2 separate regions of the Macaca mulatta genome follow, and region 2 is linked to region 1. A link is a contact called in public Hi-C data. All regions are on one chromosome and are shown on one strand. Each heading gives the region's core, a stretch centred on a gene start, on an enhancer-like site or on the middle of the called end of the contact. The rest is flanking DNA. Distances are from core to core; before and after follow the strand shown.

Region 1 (3,138 bases), core at 554-3,053:
AGGGCAAACACACCTTTCAACAGTATCTGGATACTTTCGTCGCAGTTTTAACCCCCACCTCATTCCTCGCCTTCCTGGCCCCTAAAAGTGGGACAGTATGTGAAGAGATGGGCGGAGCTACTTTACCTGAAGAACAGAAGATCTCTGGAGCACCTTCTCCTGCGCTGATGGGTACAAAACTAGTTTCTCCAGCAGTTCTTTGTGAAGTGGGTCGGATTCGAGGGCTTCGTAGAATGAAATGTCATGCTGGCTAAGAAGGCTGAATTTAGACTTTCGGTAGAAAGTGGCCAGGCCTTCGTGCTGCTTGATTCGAAACACCCCCTCGAGCCCAAAGGCCTCTAGGGCGGGTACCAAGCTGTCAGAAAACACTGCGCGGTCAACCTCCTGCAAACAGATGACATCGGCGTTGTAGCCGGTAAGTTCCTTCTGGATAAGGTTCTGGCGGTAGTCGAGCTCCAGGGCGTAGGGGGCACAGTATGGGTACAGGACCGTTCGCGAGAACTCAGTCTGCGCGTACGTGTCTGCCAGGATGTTGTAAGAGACAGTGCGGATGAGAGCGTCCTCCGTCACCTTCTTCGTGTAGAGATGCCGGTGGTCAAAAGTGCAGGTGCCAGGACCAGCCTCTACCACACACACACTTTCCAACTCCCGGCTGGGCCCAAAGCGCTGCCCATCGCCTGGGGTGCAATGAAGCTTGAGCCTTAGCCCGATGTCGGCATTGGACGGGGTGTAGACACGCTCCTCCACCTCAGTCTCAGTCCAAGAAGAAGAAGGTGAGGAGGAAGACAATGACGACGGGACACCGACCTCGGGCTCCGCCGCTCCGGGCTTGGCTTCCTTATACCAGCGGAAAAGGGAGCTGGCGGGATCCCCAAATTCAAGGCTGAGTTTGGGGCACACAGGGAACCCGGCCATGATGTAGCGCGGCAACTGCAGTTCCGTGAAGGCGGGCGGGTTGCGCTCCACCTTGTACTTAACATCGCCGATCTGCAGCACCGCACCGTCTTGCCAGGCATCCACGTTGAGCACGTCCTCAGCCACTGCCTCTTCCCGGTAGTACAGCTTTACCACGGGCTCGCAGGCCACAGCCGGCTCAGGCCCCGGCCCTGAACAGGCCGCACCGCCGCTCGCATTTGGCCGGCTCTTCCTGCTCTTCTTGGCGGCGGCCGCCTTAGCGTGACCCTTTAGGGCATTGGTAGCGATGCGGCTGAGGACTCGACCCAGCGGCTCGCTCTGGTCGCGCTGCATGTTCTTGTGGCTGCCATCAGCCAAAGCGAATGACAGGCTCAGTTTGGGTTCCGAGGGTACACAGCGCACTACAGCGCGCTCCATCGCTCCCGCCGCTGTCTGGCTCTGCGCTTCAGCCGGGCTCAGCTTCTCCAGCGCCGTCCGGATCACCCGAAGCGCGGCGCGGGCGCCTGGGAGCCTCCACATGAACCTGGTGGCCTAGCGGTCGACGAGACCCGCGGCCGATCAGCGGCCTACTGTCAGGTGGAGCTGAGGAGCAGAGGCCGCCGGCTTTGACTCATTCAGACCTCGCGACTTCCGGCTAGCGAACAGAGAGAATGAAGTGCTTCCGCCTCGCACTTTCGCCAGGCGCGTGGGCACTCATGTTTCTAATTGTCTGAAGATTAATTTTTATCTACAAGATAGGTCAGAATTATAGGGAAGTGAAGAAAATATAAAGGTATCAGAGGAAAATACTAGATTCCACGGTTTTGTCGAAAGTGCATGCTAGTGACGGTAGGGCATGCCCTCCAAGCCGGAAGTGGATGGGGCGGTGTCACGTGTTCCGCTTTGCTAGATGAGGTGGGCGTCAGTGTTGGAATCTTGGCTGGCGAACTCTCCTTCCTGCGCACCAGGCTGGACTGCGCTAGGACGTGGAAGCCTCCACCTGGATTGCGAGCTTTACTCGCAGTGTGGAAGGTGTTGCCTATTTCATCTCCACAGCTTTGCCGACCCTGATCGCTCGTTTCGGTGGCGTGGTGGGTTCACCCCAGGCTGAGCCAGCGCCTACGCACTGAGCAGAGCCTTTGTGGTAGTTAATAACGAACGATATACAATAACTCCATTTAGTGAGCGCAGGCTATAAGAGAAACGCTACACACACTATCTTATTTAAGCCTCATAGTTCTTATGAGGTGGGTCTGTATCCATCGCTTTACAAATGCGGAGTCCCGAGATATTACCTGTTCAGGGTCACCCAACTATTAATTGGCAGAAACAAATAGTACTGACAAACTGCGGAAGCCTGTTTGTTATTTTTTATTAGAGACGGGTTGTCACTTTGACGCCCAAGCTGGAATGCAGTGGCCTTGTAGCTCACTGCCCCCTCGAACTCTAGGGCTCCTGTGATCCTCCCTCCTCACCCTCCCAAGTACAAATAGGCAAGAGCCACCCAGTGTTTATTTTTAGTTAGTAAAGAGATGGGAAAACTCTATTTAGAGTGACTACATTTAACAAATAAAATTACAGAATCTCAGTTAAATTCGAATTTCAGATAAGGAATAATAATGGGGCATACTTATATTAAGAAATAGTTGTTTATCTGTTTATTTTTTTATTTTTTAGGTAGGGTCTTGCTTTTTCGCCCAAGCTGGAGTGCAGCTGTGCAATCTTGGCTCACTGCAACTTCGGCTTCCAGAGTTCAAGCGATTCTTGTGCCTCAGCCTCCCAAGTAACTGGGCCTCCCAAGGCACACACCACCATGCCCAGCTAATTTTTGTATTTTAGTAGAGAAGAGCTTCACCATGTTGCCTGGGCTGGTCTCGAACTCCTGGCCTCAAGCAAGCCCCCCGCCTTACCCTCCCAAAACTCTGGGATAACAAGTGAAAACCGCCTCCCCTGGCCTAAGGAATCGTGCACTTCATTGCTATTTCTTTCAAAGGTCTTGAAGAAGCCGGGCGCAGTGGCTCATGTCTGTAATCCTAGCACTTTGGGAGGCTGAGGCGGGTGGGTTGCCTAAGGTCAGGAGTTCGAGACCAGCCTGGCCAACATAGTGAACCCCCCCGTCTCTACTAAAAGTACAAAAAATTAGCTGGCCGTAGTGGCACACGCCTGTAATCCCAGCTACTAGGGAGGCTGAGGCAGGAGAATCGCTTGAACCTGGGAGGCGGAGGTTGTAGTGAGTTGAGATCG
Region 2 (3,024 bases), core at 296-2,795, 39 kb before region 1:
AATGCAATTTTAGGTTATTCAACTGCTAAGCAACTCTTTACATGTATCTCCAGTGCAAAGGAGGGTACTTCTGAGTAAAGAAGTTTTCGTTTTTTTTTTTTTTCTTTTTTTGTTTTTGTTTTTTTTTTGAGACGGAGCCTTGCTCTGTCGCCCAGGCTGGAGTGCAGTGGCGCGATCTCGGCTCACTGCAACCTCCGCCTCCCAGGTTCACGCCGTTCTCCTGCCTCAGCCTCCCGAAGAGCTGGGACCACAGGCGCCCGCCACCACGCCCGGCTAATGTATTCCGTTTTTAGTAGAGACGGGGTTTCATCGTGTTAGCCAGGATGGTCTGGATCTCCTGACCTCGTGATCCGCCCACCTCGGCCTCCCAAAGTGCTGGGATTACAAGCCTGAGCCTCTGTGCCTGGCCAGAAGTTTTTGCTTTTAATTGCCCAGGGCCACTCCTAAGAAACAACAGTCTCTGAAGGGTAGATAAGGTAGTGGTACCAAGAGAAGCGTTACTCAGCAAGCCTTCAAAAATACAAAAATAGCTTACTGTTTTTGAAAGTTTGCAAGTTTTTCTTATTCAACCCCATCCTATGGAAATATGCCAGTTGGAATAAGCAACTACAGAACCACAAAGGACGGCACTATTAGAAAAACAGATTAAATCTTTATCCTGGCAATGAGTCTAATAAATTAATCATTGTTGTGAATTTAAGAAGGTGTAGCAGGCCGGGCACGGTGAGCCACCGCGCCAGGCCTGATCAAGAGGCTTTCCACTTCCTCAACCTAAGGAGTAAGTCTTTCATGCTGCTTCTAGGAGAAAAAGTACAAGAAAAGCAAGACTTCCTCGTTGCCTTCTCTTTAAAAAGCAATAGCCGATGAACATGTCTTGGAGCGCTCTCGCCTTGATAGAATTAAAGATCTTCAGAATAACCTAGCGTGGTGGTCGAAGCGTCTCGCCTTAGCTCATTAGGATGCCACAGTTTCTCGGCCCACAAGTCGGCTTTTAACCACTTTTCTCCGCAAAAGGCCAGGCCGGTCTTCACGCGTTAACTAAGGCAAGCGTCTGGCCCCGTGTGAGAGACGTCTAAGTTCATGGCATCAGGGAATTCCCATCGCGCGTACCGTAATAGAAGACGGCGAGGTTCCTCACCTAACCCATAATGCTCAGCTCGCCTTTCCGGAAGCAAGTACTATCACCCCGACAATGCCTTTATCCGAGCGGAAGCGTCTCGTCCTGAGTCTGATTGGAAGTGACGAAGCGAGGTATTGTGGGACTTTGTCCGTCGCCCAGTACGCATGTGCCCCAGCCGGCGTCTCCCGACTCTTGGAGCCACGTCCAGACGGTGGCGTCGTCGAGAGATGCACGTCAGCGAAACTGGCCAATCCCCTGAGCGCGCAAGCGCAGTGGCTTGGGCGCACCGGAAGCGCAGGGGGATGGGGAGGCGGTGACGCGATTCTGTCCGCGTTGGAGGGGCCGGGCCGCTGCTGGAGTCGCCGCGGCCGCCGCGTGACGTGGCACAGCCAGATCCTAAAGGCTAGAGCCGGAGCTGCCGCGCCAGTCGCCTAGCAGGTCCTCTACCGGCTTATTCCTGTGCCGGAGCTTCATCAGCACAGCGGCCAGCGAGACGGGCCTGCCTCCCCCTTTCTTCCTCCGCTCTTTCTCTTCCCTCTCTTTTAGTTTGCCTGGGAGCTTGAAAGGAGAAAGCACGGGGTCGCCCCAAACCCCTTCTGCTTCTGCCCATCACAAGTGCCACTACCGCCATGGGCCTCACTATCTCCTCCCTCTTCTCCCGACTATTTGGCAAGAAGCAGATGCGCATTTTGATGGGTGAGTGAAGGGCTGCGAGTCGAGGCGGGACCTGGGAAAGGCAGGATCTCTACAATTCAGGTGGCCTCTGGGCCTGTTTTTCTCTCCGCCCGCCGTGGTGGGGGAGGGGCGCCGGGTCGGGGGTCGGGAGGAATTCTTAAGGGGGAACAATGGAGCGGAGGGTGAGCGATCCCTCCCCAGATCTGTTGCCAGACGAGGCAGCGACAGGGTTTTGGGCAAGGTTTCTTCTTTCTGGACTTGACTTTTTCCCCTTGATCTTATTGAAAGCTGGACAACATTAGGCAGAGATGTGGGGAAAGCCAACTCTGGGAAGCAAACACTTGGCGAGGCCCTTTCTGGGGGTGCGATCTGCATACCTTCTTGCCCGGGTGTGGACAGCCGTCAGGGGGAAGGCAGAGCCACTCTAGCCTTTTCCTTCCCACTCTGCGCTTCGTGTACAGTCCCTGCACAGTCCGTTGGTATGTGAGCCAGCGGCCACCCGGAGCCTGGAGTCGCCCGGGGCAGGAAGTTGCGGTGGCCAGGGAGCACCCAAGGTTTCCTAAGAGTCTGGAGTCCTTCAGCGCCCACTTTGCTAAACTTGGCCTGCGCTGGATTCCCTTTCAAGTTTTTCCCTCCTTGTTAATCTCATTCTCCGAAAACCAAGCTTATCTTCTATTTCTTTGGCTATTTTCAAAAACTTTAAATGTATTTGGTTTGTTCTCCTAGGTTTTCAAACTTATTTAGCCGGCTTAAAGTCTAATGCAAAAAAAAAATTAGAAACGAATTTTTAAAAAATACCTGATAAATTTTCAGTAACTGAACTGAACAGAACATCATGACGCTGAATTTTAAGGTAGCCTTGTTAATAGTAACTACAATTTTTTAAAATTTCTTTTTAGAAAATTGACTTTTAAAAAACTGCTTTTTAGGGGGCGTGTTTTTGCTCAGCTAAGGGAGAAGGGCTGTCAGTTGGCTGATGTAAGCAACCGCTCCCGGTTACTGTGACCAGCCTACATCACAGCTGAGCTCCATGGACTAGAATAACGCTGAAAGAAGCCCCTCTAACTTTGAACGTTGAAACCTGTTGGTTCATTAGCTTGTGTTCTACCAGAGGAGGTTTTATTTTCTTTCTTCCTTTCTTTCCTTTTCTTTGTTTCGACGGAGTTTTGCTTTTGTCACCCAGGCTGGAGTGCAGTGGCGCAATCTCCGCTCACTGCAACCTCCACCTC

Evidence for each region. A called contact is a pair of places that touch in the nucleus more often than the background predicts.
Region 2: a Hi-C map of fetal cortex germinal zone shows a contact between it and region 1, with 1.6 times the contacts expected there. The contact joins the promoter of ARF4 here to the promoter of DNAH12 in region 1. A contact is called at or near these places in 3 of 14 Hi-C or Micro-C datasets (CD4 T cells, fetal cortex germinal zone and fetal cortical plate).

What each region holds. Positions count from the first base shown.
Region 1 is chr2:121,102,103-121,105,240 of T2T-MMU8v2.0, reverse strand. It overlaps DNAH12 (dynein axonemal heavy chain 12), which reads left to right and starts at 1,803. Exons shown (of 76, transcript XM_015130629.3): 1 at 1,803-1,926. PDE12 (phosphodiesterase 12) reads right to left here and starts at 1,540. Exons shown (of 3, transcript NM_001258194.1): 1 at 127-1,540. The coding sequence starts at 1,434.
Region 2 is chr2:121,140,829-121,143,852 of T2T-MMU8v2.0, reverse strand. ARF4 (ARF GTPase 4) reads left to right here and starts at 1,545. Exons shown (of 6, transcript NM_001195582.1): 1 at 1,545-1,816. The coding sequence starts at 1,750.